Regions from separate parts of the Mus musculus genome. Here region 1 is linked to region 2. A link is a contact called in public promoter capture Hi-C data. All regions are on one chromosome and are shown on one strand. Each heading gives the region's core, a stretch centred on a gene start, on an enhancer-like site or on the middle of the called end of the contact. The rest is flanking DNA. Distances are from core to core; before and after follow the strand shown.

What was found. Promoter capture Hi-C pulls out the DNA fragments that hold promoters and counts their contacts.
Region 1: a contact with region 2 is called in a promoter capture Hi-C map of hippocampal neurons, with 3 times the contacts expected there. The contact joins the promoter of 9630013A20Rik here to the promoter of Pcdh8 in region 2. A contact is called at or near these places in 2 of 39 promoter capture datasets (cranial neural crest and hippocampal neurons).

The regions. Positions count from the first base shown.
Region 1 is chr14:84,474,886-84,481,033 of GRCm38.p6, reverse strand. It overlaps 9630013A20Rik (RIKEN cDNA 9630013A20 gene), which reads left to right and starts at 4,610. Exons shown (of 6, transcript NR_015539.2): 1 at 4,610-4,686; 2 at 4,995-5,025. It overlaps Pcdh17 (protocadherin 17), which reads right to left. Exons shown (of 4, transcript NM_001013753.2): 2 at 3,653-3,711; 3 at 3,347-3,519.
Region 2 is chr14:79,766,728-79,772,803 of GRCm38.p6, reverse strand. It overlaps Pcdh8 (protocadherin 8), which reads left to right and starts at 1,492. Exons shown (of 3, transcript NM_021543.4): 1 at 1,492-4,307; 2 at 4,483-4,693; 3 at 5,057-6,032. The coding sequence starts at 1,683. The coding sequence ends at 5,433. Gm9748 (predicted gene 9748) reads right to left here and starts at 2,896. Exons shown (of 2, transcript NR_154550.1): 1 at 2,603-2,896; 2 at 62-407.

The DNA of each region.
Region 1 (6,148 bases), core at 3,361-5,860, 4.7 Mb before region 2:
TTTTTGCTAAAATAATGGGCAATGCATACTAGTGCTCTGTATTTGGTATTATTAAGCTGATGGAAGCAAAAATGCAGAACTACCAGAAGCAGAACAAATGGATGAAAAAAAATTAACGACACCAAAATGGAGATAAAAGTAGCATTTAAACAACAAAAAAAAACCCAAAATCTCAGGGTGTTTCTGTTTTCTCAAAAAGAACATTATCACCATCGAAAATACTACTGGAAGAATGAAGAATGATTTTGTTTGCTTTGGCAATTGTTGGATGTACTGAAAATAAACTCTACATGACATCATTACTCGTTCGTGGCTGCCATCAGCAATAAAGAAAGTTGTCTTCTACACATGCTTACTCACGTGTGGGGCACTTCCTGTTATGATGATTTTCACATAAATTATCAGAATATGTTGACCCAAATTAGCTATATACATGCTCGATATTTCCAGTGTCTTCTGAATAACCTGCTCATCATGTACATTATATAAAACACAGACTGAACAGCATTCTCTGAAAGACTATTTTTGATGTTGCTGAGTTCTATACTATTTTATTTCAAATACTGCCTTCACTACTTATGACTGGCATGCATTAAAATACAAACCTCCATTCAATGTGAGGGAATTATGCTTACCTATTTATAAATGCTTTAAAAGTTAAATGCGTATGATTAAATGAATAAAACTTAACTAAGTACAGCGATTCTTGCTGAAATGGTGCAGACCAGGTACTTTGATTTTGTTCTCCAGCTTGGCAAACATCAACTCGGGTATTAACTTATTCATTAATGGAGCCTTGATATTTCACCACAGTAATCAAAGTGAATTGAAATGGCCACAGGAATAAATCCTCCCCTTTAGAAACAAAATTTATAGAAAATGCACATTTTACTCGGGTATATTTCTACTATTAAACTTCAGCCTGCTAAAAATTTAATAAATTTTAATAACCTTTGCTTTCTTGTGTAAAATAAAAGGAGACATTTTTTAGAGATTTCAGGTTAGATTGGTTAATCTTCTAATACAGTTTCCTCTCTTTTACTTAGCAGAACCTAGCAAATTCTACTGCTATTCTGTGGATCTAGGTAGCCAGAAAGAAAAGCAGACATACATATACAGAAGAAAGACAGTCAGACAGATAAGGTAGAGATGAGAGTGATGAGAAAAGGAGAGAGATGCCAACTATACTGATTACCTGTGGTTATGTAAAGATACCATTCAGGTCCAATTTAATTTGATGTCTCCAAAGCAGTCATAATTCCTCACATATTAAAATAAATATTACTAAAGTAATCAATAAAAAAAATGAATGGGTCCACAAATAAAGTAAATGTTCGAGCTAATCTTCCTTTTTAAAAAAAAAATAAAAATAAAAGGAAGTTCATATTCTTTCTGGTACGAAGCACAGATGCCCTCGGTCTGCCTTTCAGCTTCATAAGAGCCTTCCTGTTTATTTCGCACTATCTAACGTGTATAAATCATTTACTTTACAGGAGGCATTTCTATTGAGAACCTCACCTTTAAATTAGCAATGTTTTTATGAGTAATGAGTAATGTTAACCGAAGTATACAATAACCTTGACCTTCTAAGAAGGATAATCTCTTTCCTAAGACAATATCTTTTGATAGAGAAATTGAAGACTCGGTGTTTAACAATAATATATACTTTCAAGCACAATCAGGTAGACATTGCTTTTTCTACAGAAGAAAATATGCAAATACACTACTGTGATAGCTTAGTAGATAGAAGGGAGTTGAAGTATTTCAGTGAATGTTTAGAGAAGCTTTTAGGTTTTTTTTTTTTTTGCTGTAATTCATTATTTAAAAATGATGTCACAATATACATCATATACAAACTTCACTGACTGTATATTGCTTTATAAATTATATTCAGTGTGTTACCTCTTGGTCTCCTTATCTATCAAATTCTCATAAAAGGGCAAGTTTTGTGCTATGTATTCAAATAATGAGATCCAGTAGTAAAATGTGCCTAAAAGGCTTATCAATCATAGAGCAACACTTCCCCATGACCATTTAAGAATCTTCAAGTAATGATCCAAGGCTACAGGAACTGTGCATACTAGAGAAGGATTCCATTTGATTCTGCTCAGAGTAAGTTAAAACAGAGTTGTCACACTACCCAGAAAACTTTTATGGTAAAATACAGAAAGAGTCATTTGTCAAAACCTTATTATACAAACAAGGATTTATGTAAGGTCATCCTTCAATATAATATAAATTTTAATGTGAACATATATTTATTGTTCGATGATAAATATAAAGTTCCTTTTGCTTGGAGTACATCTAAATATATATGCATAGACATTTTGACATGTAGGTGAATGCATGTTTCTAGTGAAGTTTCAATATGATTTGAAAACTCCCTAAGGTCATATACTCCAAAGCAGCGAAACGTATTTTAGAACCATCCCTAACTAACTGTGTAGCTAAATGCCCTTAGTTTAAGTGTGATCTTTCATTGGAAGGAATCTACACGAGTATATGTTGTATACACATAGATACTACTGATATCCTGAAGAACAATATTTAAGCAATCTAATTATCATATATTTATTAATAAAATTTGATAGATGAAATTTTCTTTCTATTTTATGTAAAACAGCATTAAGATCTTTTTATTGCGTTACACTGGAAACAATCTTAGTTGCCTCTGAAGAAATCATTAGTGAATATCTCACAGTGATTAAAATAACTAAAACATCAAAAGTAGCATGAAGTTATACCAAATGTACTAAAAATAGCTTTCAGAAGTGTAGCCCATGCACAGTGCCTTATATTTCTTTCCCATGCATCACTGTAAAGAAGCTCATGTTTATTTGGTATCTATGAGAACACACTGGTGCAAATCCAGAGCAGCTGAATCTGTCTTAGCTATTATTGCAAATGTAAATATCTATTTTGACACTACAATCAAAGCTAAAAATAAAACAACATGGATAAGAAGGATAAAATCTGTATCAAGTTGTTCATCTAAAATTGTTTTCCAATTTTGTAATATAAATGATGGCATCATGTTCTTATATATCAAACTGGTGCATGCCAAATTTTCCTTGTTAGTCAAACCCAAATTAGGCAAGGTTAGGACACTTTCATTAAAATCAGAACCTCTTGAGTGGAATCGAGTTCCTATTTTAAGAAGCTTCAGAGTCACTATCAATTATGAGTGTGAAACAGAAAAGCTTTTGTTGTCTAGGATCATGTATTGCTTTGCACGTCCTCTGGTACGTTATCAACGGTCTAGTCCACTGTGCGAACAGCATTGGTAGTCCTGAGAAGCTTGTAAATATGACTTTGCACTCAGTAAGCACGGGAGGGCGTCACTCACCTTGTTCGAGTGGCTGACTTTTAGTTGAAGTAGTTTTCATCTTGAGTGCCTCCCTAACCGACATGTCACAGCAGGAGCCTTTGTTAGTGTCTTGGTCACTGTCCGCCTGATCGCTGTCCCCGTGCCCACTGTCTCTCAGGCTGGCTCTTTCTGGGTCCTTAAACGTGGAGCTACTGAAATACACATGAAGAAAAAGAGGAGAGGGTGTTGTCTCTACCAGTTTTAACCTGAAGTGTAGTCTCTTGCAAAGCAATTTTGACACGAATGCAAATGGGGAAGCCGAGAAAGTTATTTAATAGGCCTTACCTTTGAACAAACTGCTGCCTGCTGCCCATGTAATTGGGCTCTGCGGGAAAATTGTCTGTCTGTGAAAGAGAAGGAAAAAAAATACGTATAGTTGTACACTGGACAAATCTCCTGCAGAGCAACAAGATTTCCTAGTGGAAAAATGATTAATAATTCAAAAATTCTCTTAATCTTCAGATTTGTACATTTTAATTAAATTGGAAATTGCTGACATGTAATTATGTACTCAGAACAATTAAATGATTCCGGTCCACAAATTACCTGTTAAAGTAAACAATGAACCTGTCAAAACTGGCATTATCCATTAGTTCCAGGATGGATAATGCTATCAATGGTGTTTCTTTACGCAGATACTAAGATTGAACATTTGTGGGAGGAGTGGGAAAATGACCTAATTTCTTCGTATGTAAGTGTGCATTTATTTGAAAACATTCATTTTTATACATAATTGTATCATCTGCTGGGACTCTATGCCCTTCCTCATGTATTAACACGCAAAGTCATCCACTCAGTTAAACGATTGATGGACTTCCCTCAAAAATTTTACTAGGAATGGATAGATACAAGCAAATTATAAAGGGTTGGATTCACTTTTAATTCACTCTAAACTCCATTCTAACTATAAAACCTACTATCAAACAACTTAATGGAACTGGGTATTACTTTCTGGAGCGAAATAAAATTTTTGAAAGTTACTTAAGTATTAAAAGTAAGGATGTGAAAAAGCAAGCCTTGTCGTTTTTACTGCTTCCAAACTGACATGGAGTTCTGCCAACAAGAACTGAATTCTCCTTGTATCATGGAACAGAGTCTTTTGGGAGAAATAGACTGGATCTTTCATAGATCTCCCTATACTGTACATTCACACACGTTACTTCTTCGTGCAGCTGACTTGGTGACAATGCTTCTCTTGTTTTCTGCATTTCTTCATATCACGCTATTATGCACTGGAGCAGCAATGGGGAAGTACAAGACCATCCAGCATACAAGTATCAGACACGCGGAGCGTGTAACCATGGAAGAAGCAGGCCAAGGTAAGGCATATTGCAGTGAAATATGTGCTTTCTTTATAAGTAAAGTTAATTTTAAAAAGTAGGGCTTGTTTTTTGCTTCCTATGTAATAATTACATTTATTTGGCTTTGTGAAGTGTTGCTGGAAAAAAATAAAATTGGTTTAGGAAAATATTGAAAGTATTTTGAAATATGAAAATATATTGAAAGAGTAAATTGAAAATATATTGAAAAATGATGAAAATATACAAATCTCCTTGTCTGTTAAAAGTATGAGATGATAAAAATATATAATTTTCTTAATCTGTAAATGTTTTTTCTTTTTATGTAGATTCAATGACCTTTATTGAGCCACATGCAAGGTTAGCTGAACAGCATGAATTCAAGTTTTACCAAATTGTATTTAAAAGTTGATATCTTCATCATCCTGTACCTGAGCCTGGGGTCTCTGAAGCATCCTCATGTACCTCAACTTGAACTAGGTGAAGCTTCTTCTTTTTATTCCCAAAATGACAAACTAACAACTTCAAGGGAAACTTTGACTCCCAGTAAAATGACTAATGCCAAACTAAATAGATGTCACAAGGCTACAAAAGTCCTGCCTAATTCTAAAAGTATCTACAAACTTAGCAATCCTGCCAACTTGATAAAATGTATCTTGTGATTTATGGTGGTTAAACATCTGTACAAAGTTTTTTATTACTGCCAGGAAAGAGTCATATATAAATGTTTTGGACAAGTTCATGGAAAAAAAGAGTACAGAATGTTAACAAGACAGTAAGGAAGTAAAGGAAAATCGGAAGATGGAAACATCAGTGTGACTGTAAATAGTATAAGGCCTTCAAGGGTATCAATTAGGTGAAGCTTAAGTGTTGTGTTCAGTGAGGCACATGAGAAGGACAAAAGAAACTTTTCTCCACTCATCCTAAGAACAGTTTCCAGAAATTCATGCATATTAGTAAAGTACGTTATCCCTTTGAATAAAGGACTGTAGAAGAATGTGTGTTCATAAATACATACATCCATAATTGTGAACATCACATTAGTACTGTTATCTACAATTGTTTAGAGGAAGGTAGAAAAACAAAAGAAAGGGAAAGGAAAAAGTCATTTGGTGAGAACAAGAAGAAAGTTAAAAGCAGAGGGTCAAGCTAGAGAAAAATACAGAGAAAATAAAGACAAAAATAAAAATATCTATGAAAGAGAAGGATAGGAGGAATGTAAAGAAACACAAGAGGAAAAAAGTATGGTTTACCATCCCAGAGCTTTAAAAACTACAAATATAAAAGCTTACGACTTTATCAGTAACACAGTGTCAAAGTTTAAGAATGTCTGTACTTACTGATTAAAGTTGCTTGGAAAGCAAGAGACTATAGTTTCTGTGCAGAGTAGCCATTTGGCTTTTTACAAACACACAACTAATTTACTCTAAAAAGTATACAGTTTTAATATAGACAGCAAAGTTCTCATTATCTGTGCTCAGGG
Region 2 (6,076 bases), core at 243-2,742:
AAAAGGCCCTTACAGAAGGAACATGGTCCAGATTCCGAAGAATAGAGGCCCAATGCAACATGCTTAGCAAACTCATTGTCTTTATTTCTCCAAGTGTGTGACTTGTGTTTGTAACTCTCCCTTCTTCCTGTGTATTTACATCGCCTGTTCAATAGAGTCCTTCGGTAAGAATCAATAAGAATCAGTCTTGTTCCAGGTTGGCACAACCTGTCCTTCAGCTCCGGGAGTGGAGATACCTGGATACCTACGGAGGCATCTCGAGGACCCCAGCCAGGGAAAGTGGTAATGCTGAAGTTCTACGGTTTCATAGGCAGATGGCTAAGTTACCCCAGGTTCCTGCCAGGTTTCAACGTCACGCTGTGATTTTGTTCTTCTGGAACAGGGCGAGTGTTGCTTCCAGAGAGGCCCTATTAGAACAGAAAGCAAATCCTCTAAATAGGCGGAACAAGGCATCAGGAGGAAAACGATCTCTAAATGCACTTTAGTAGGAACCCGGTATTGTGTGGGATTCAGCGCCCATCACCGTTTAGCCTGAGAGTTATGGCACGGATTGAGGGTGAATAGAGAGGCATAATGGAGACATGTGGCGTTTGCTCATTATATTCAAGTTAGCCCAACTCTACTGTGGAAACTGTTCAACTTTCTCTCCCCCTCTAGCTTGTCATAGTGAAATAATACAGACATCGGGGCCTCCAATGGGATCGCCTGCCACGCCATTCTATTTCCACTACTAACGAGGGCTTCATAAGCCTTTGATACAGTCTGATCTTTGAAACCTTTCCAAATCTCCTCAAGCTTATGCTAAATCCTATTTGGAACTTTATTTTTCCTTGCCTGCTAGCACCTAGGGCTTAAGGAAGCCATTTGAACAGTGACATGCATACTAACGTGTATCGCAGGGCTCTTTTCTGAAAGGCAAGTGGCACCGGTGCTCACACGAGCAAAACACAATTGCGTACACAAATGTGAATAAAATCAGTTTTGCTCTACCCTTCACTCTTCTTCATCGACAGGTTATTCCCCACACCGGTGGGAAGCTGAGGGAGGAGGCGAACAGAGAGCCTCGCTCCCCAGAGCAAGTTTTGAAGCCTTTAAAATGCAAAATAAAGGGGCGGATGGGGGGTAGGATGTGAGACCCGGAGCTTCTGAAGAGAAACCCAGCTTGTTCGGGCTTAGTACCCGCAGCGGCGGGCAGAAGAGACCGGGTGCCTGGCACCCAATTTCCAAAAATCATCAGCTTCGTTTACTTCAGAGCCCAGTGCTAACTCATTGCAAGCAAGGTGCTAACAGAAAATGGGAGCAGGAGTTTTTAAAACAAAGGAAAGATTCCCTCATTTTCCTTCCCTGTTTTCTCCTCTAAGCCTTTCCACATTAAAGGGATTGTCGGTGGTTGGCGGAGGAGCGGCGCTGTGGCTAAGCGACCATTGGCTGGCCCCTTCCAGTGATTTGCATATCGGCAGCTATAAAGACGGAGGCGGCGCTCGCCAGCGCAGCTCCAGCCCAGGGAAAGGAGGCGGAGGCGCCGAGTGAGGGTGGGTCTGCGCGTCCTCCGAGCCAGCCCGAGCCGGAGCTGCAGCTTTTCCCGCACGGGGCTCGCAGAGCCTGGGACTCACGCTCCGATCTGCACGCCGGGGAAGACTCTTTAGGTTAGCCTTTCGGAATAGCAGTTGGGGATTGGCGATATGAGTCCTGCGAAGCGCTGGGGCAGCCCTTGCCTTTTCCCCTTGCAGCTATTTAGTCTCTGCTGGGTGCTCTCAGTGGCCCAGAGCAAGACAGTCCGATACAGCACGTTCGAAGAGGATGCCCCTGGCACAGTCATCGGAACCCTTGCAGAAGACCTGCACATGAAAGTGTCTGGAGACACAAGCTTCCGCCTGATGAAGCAATTCAACAGCTCTCTGCTCCGGGTACGCGAGGGCGACGGGCAGCTGACCGTCGGGGATGCGGGCCTGGACCGTGAGCGTCTGTGTGGCCCGTCCCCACAGTGCGTGCTGGCCTTCGATGTTGTCAGCTTCTCGCAGGAACAGTTCCGCCTGGTGCACGTGGAGGTGGAGGTGAGGGATGTAAACGACCACGCGCCCCGCTTTCCCCGAGCCCAGATCCCGGTGGAGGTCTCAGAGAGCGCTCCGGTAGGCACACGCATCCCCCTGGAGGTGCCCGTGGACGAGGACGTGGGTGCCAACGGGCTGCAGAGTGTACGCCTAGCCGAGCCTCACAGCCCCTTCCGCGTGGAGCTGCAGACGCGCGCGGACGGTGCCCAGTGTGCGGACCTGGTGCTGCTACAGGAGTTGGACCGCGAGAGCCAGGCCTCCTACAGCCTGGAGCTGGTGGCTCAGGATGGCGGGCGACCGCCGCGTTCCGCCACAGCAGCCCTCAGCGTGCGTGTGCTAGATGCCAATGACCACAGCCCGGCCTTCCCACAGGGTGCCGTGGCAGAGGTGGAATTGGCCGAGGACGCACCTGTGGGATCGCTGCTGCTCGACCTGGACGCTGCCGATCCCGACGAAGGTCCCAACGGCGACGTTGTGTTCACCTTCGGCGCCCGCACCCCTCCCGAAGCCCGCCACCTCTTCCGGCTCGACCCGCGCTCTGGCCGCCTCACCTTGGCTGGGCAGGTGGACTACGAGCGCCAGGACACCTACGAGCTGGACGTGCGGGCTCAAGACCGAGGTCCAGGGCCCCGGACAGCCACCTGCAAGGTTATCGTGCGCATCCGAGACGTCAACGACAACGCTCCTGAAATTTCTATCACTCCTCTGGCCGCCCCGGGGGCTCCAGCCACCTCGCCCTTCGCCGCCGCCGCCGCTGCCGCCGCACTCGGAGGAGCGGACGCGGCCTCGTCGACTGGGTCCGGGACACAGGAAGCCGGTATCACCTCGCTGGTGCCAGAGGGGGCGGCGCGCGAGAGTCTAGTGGCGCTGGTCAGCACCTCGGACAGGGACTCGGGCGCCAACGGGCAGGTGCGCTGCGCCCTCTACGGGCACGAGCACTTTAGGCTGCAGCCGGCCTATGCTGGCAGCTACCTGGTGGTGACCGCTGCATCTCTGGACCGGGAGCGCATCGCGGAGTACAACCTGACGCTGGTGGCCGAAGACCGTGGCACACCCCCTCTTCGCACCGTCAGGCCCTACACCGTGCGAGTGGGGGACGAGAACGACAACGCACCGATCTTCACCAAGCCAGTCTATGAGGTGTCGGTCCGCGAAAACAACCCTCCAGGCGCCTACCTGGCCACAGTGGCAGCCCGCGACCCTGACGTGGGTCGCAACGGTCAAGTCACCTACCGCCTGGTAGAGGCCGAAGTGGGCCGCTCTGGGGAAGCCGTGTCCACTTACGTCTCAGTAGACCCGGCTACCGGAGCCATCTACGCTCTCCGTAGTTTTGACTATGAGACTCTGCGCCAGCTTGACGTGCGTGTCCAGGCCAGCGACGGCGGTTCCCCTCAGCTTTCCAGCAATGCTCTGGTGCAAGTGCGGGTGCTGGACCAGAATGATCATTCTCCGATCCTTGTGCATCCGGCGCCGGCTAATGGCTCCCTAGAAGTAGCGGTCCCTGGACGTTCCACCAAGGACACAGCTGTGGCGCGCATCCAGGCCCGGGATGCTGACGAAGGAGCCAACGGGGAACTGGCCTTTGATCTGCTGCAGCAGGAGCCACGCGAGGCCTTCTCCATAGGCCGCCACACGGGGGAGATCATGCTTACTGGAGACCTCTCGCAGGAGCCTCCTGGCCGCGTGTTCAAGGCCCTGCTGGTCATATCCGACGGCGGCCGTCCCCCTCTCACCACCACTGCAACCGTCAGTTTCGTGGTAACAGCCGGGGGCGGGTCAGCTGTGCCTGCCAGCTCCGGGAGCCCAGAGCACTCCCGGCCACCCGGCTCTCGCCTCGCGCCGTCGGGGCCTTCGCTGCAGTGGGACACGCCGCTGATCGTCATCATCGTGTTAGCCGGGAGCTGCACGCTGCTGCTTGCAGCCATCATCGCCATCGCCACCACCTGCAACCGCCGCAAGAAGGAGGTGCGCAAAGGGGGGGCCCTCCGGGAAGAGCGGCCCGGGGCGGCGGGCGGCGGAGCCTCGGCCCCTGGCTCCCCGGATGAAACCGCCAGGGGAACTGGGCCCAGGCCCAACATGTTCGACGTGCTCACCTTCCCTGGCAGCGGCAAAGCGCCCTTTGGCAGCCCCGCGGCCGACGCGCCCCCGCCCGCGGTCGCCGCGGCCGAAGTGCCGGGCTCGGAGGGCGGCAGCGCCACTGGGGAAAGCGCCTGTCACTTCGAGGGGCAGCAGCGGCTCCGAGGCGCGCACGCCGAGGTGAGGCCTTCCTTCGGCTGGGCGCCCCCCTCCGTGCTCTGCGGACAGGCTGGGAGAAGGGAAACCGGAGGGGTAAGGGTGGGCTCTCACAGGGAGATGTTTAACCTGTCGCACTTGCTTTTTTGTGTCCTGTCCAACCCTCACACCTTCCCCCCTCCCCCATTCCCTGCTGCAGCCTTACGGTGCCTCTCCAGGCTTCGGGAAGGAGCCTGCTGCGCCCCCTGTTGCAGTCTGGAAGGGTCATTCATTCAACACCATCTCGGGCCGAGAAGCTGAGAAGTTCAGTGGGAAAGACAGCGGCAAAGGAGACAGTGATTTCAATGACAGTGACTCGGACATCAGCGGGGACGCTTTGAAAAAAGACCTCATCAACCACATGCAGAGTGGTAAGGATGCTTCTCCCCAGGCCAGTCCGGTGGTCCACCCTCCCTTGCCAACTTCTTGCCTGCTCAAAACCTCTGTTCCCAGTCCCTCTCCTTCATCCCTCTCTTCAATACTCCAGTCCCAGCCGGACCCCATTCCCTTTAAATGCGATGCTAGCCGTGGAAGGAGGGTATTCTATTCATCGTTTTGTGTTGTTGTTGTTGCTGCTGCTGCTGCTCTCCCAGCAAAGGAGCTACACTTTGCATTATGTCAAGTTATCTTCATGGAAAGCATGTGCCATCCTCTCCAGCTGCCCTGACCCCGTTGACATTGTGCAGCCTTAGAATACTAACCTCAGGAATTTCTTTTCTTCCCCCCCCCCCCAGGACTGTGGGCGTGTACTGCTGAGTGCAAGATCCTAGGTCATTCTGATCGCTGCTGGAGCCCATCCTGTGCCGGACCCAACGTACACCCCCCTCCTCACCCACCAGCCCAGATGTCAACCTTCTGTAAGAGCACGTCCCTGCCTCGGGATCCTCTGCGCAGGGACAATTACTATCAGGCCCAGCTCCCCAAGACAGTAGGGTTGCAGAGCGTCTATGAGAAAGTACTGCATAGAGACTATGACAGGACAGTCACTTTACTCTCCCCTCCCCGTCCAGGAAGGCTCCCAGACCTGCAGGAGATTGGAGTACCCCTCTATGAATCCCCTCCTGGTAGCAGATACGTGTCCCCGAAGAAGGGAATCAATGAAAATGTGTAATCTTATCCTGCATGTCTTCACACACATATACAGGTCACCCTGACACGTCCCTAAGTTATTGACCGGTTTCAGTGTTGTATATATAAATATGCAAGATGTGCCTTAAAATGAAGTTGTTGGAAGCTATTTCCAATCACATTGGTACTGTTTGGTATTTGCAAACAAAAAAAATGTAGTTAATGTAATTTTTATGAAATGTGTGCAGTATTTAATTTTTCTTATCATGCTATTGGCTTTAATTTCATTTGTGGCTTGCAATTTTCTTAGTGTTTTTAACCTGTACATTGTGTAATGTAATGTTTGTATATACTGAAATTTTGTTATATTTTTATATATTAAAAGCTAAGTGGAAGTTACTGCCAAAGGAATTGTCTGTAAGACAAAAAACAAAATGTGTTGGAATTGCTCATTGGGATTTTATCTTTCACCAGAAACAACCTAATGTTTGAGAAGTTTTTGCCTTGCCAAGTCTAACAACTTGTAGATCTTGAGTCTGTGGTAGATTTCAAGTTACTGTTATTTAATTACATTCGGTTCTCTGTAAGCTCTGTCACTTATAAGCACAGTAATAAAGGATTCGTCATGTATTTGAAGAATCTGCTAATTGCTTCTCATAGAGTTGCCTGAAGTCAGATATTCACAA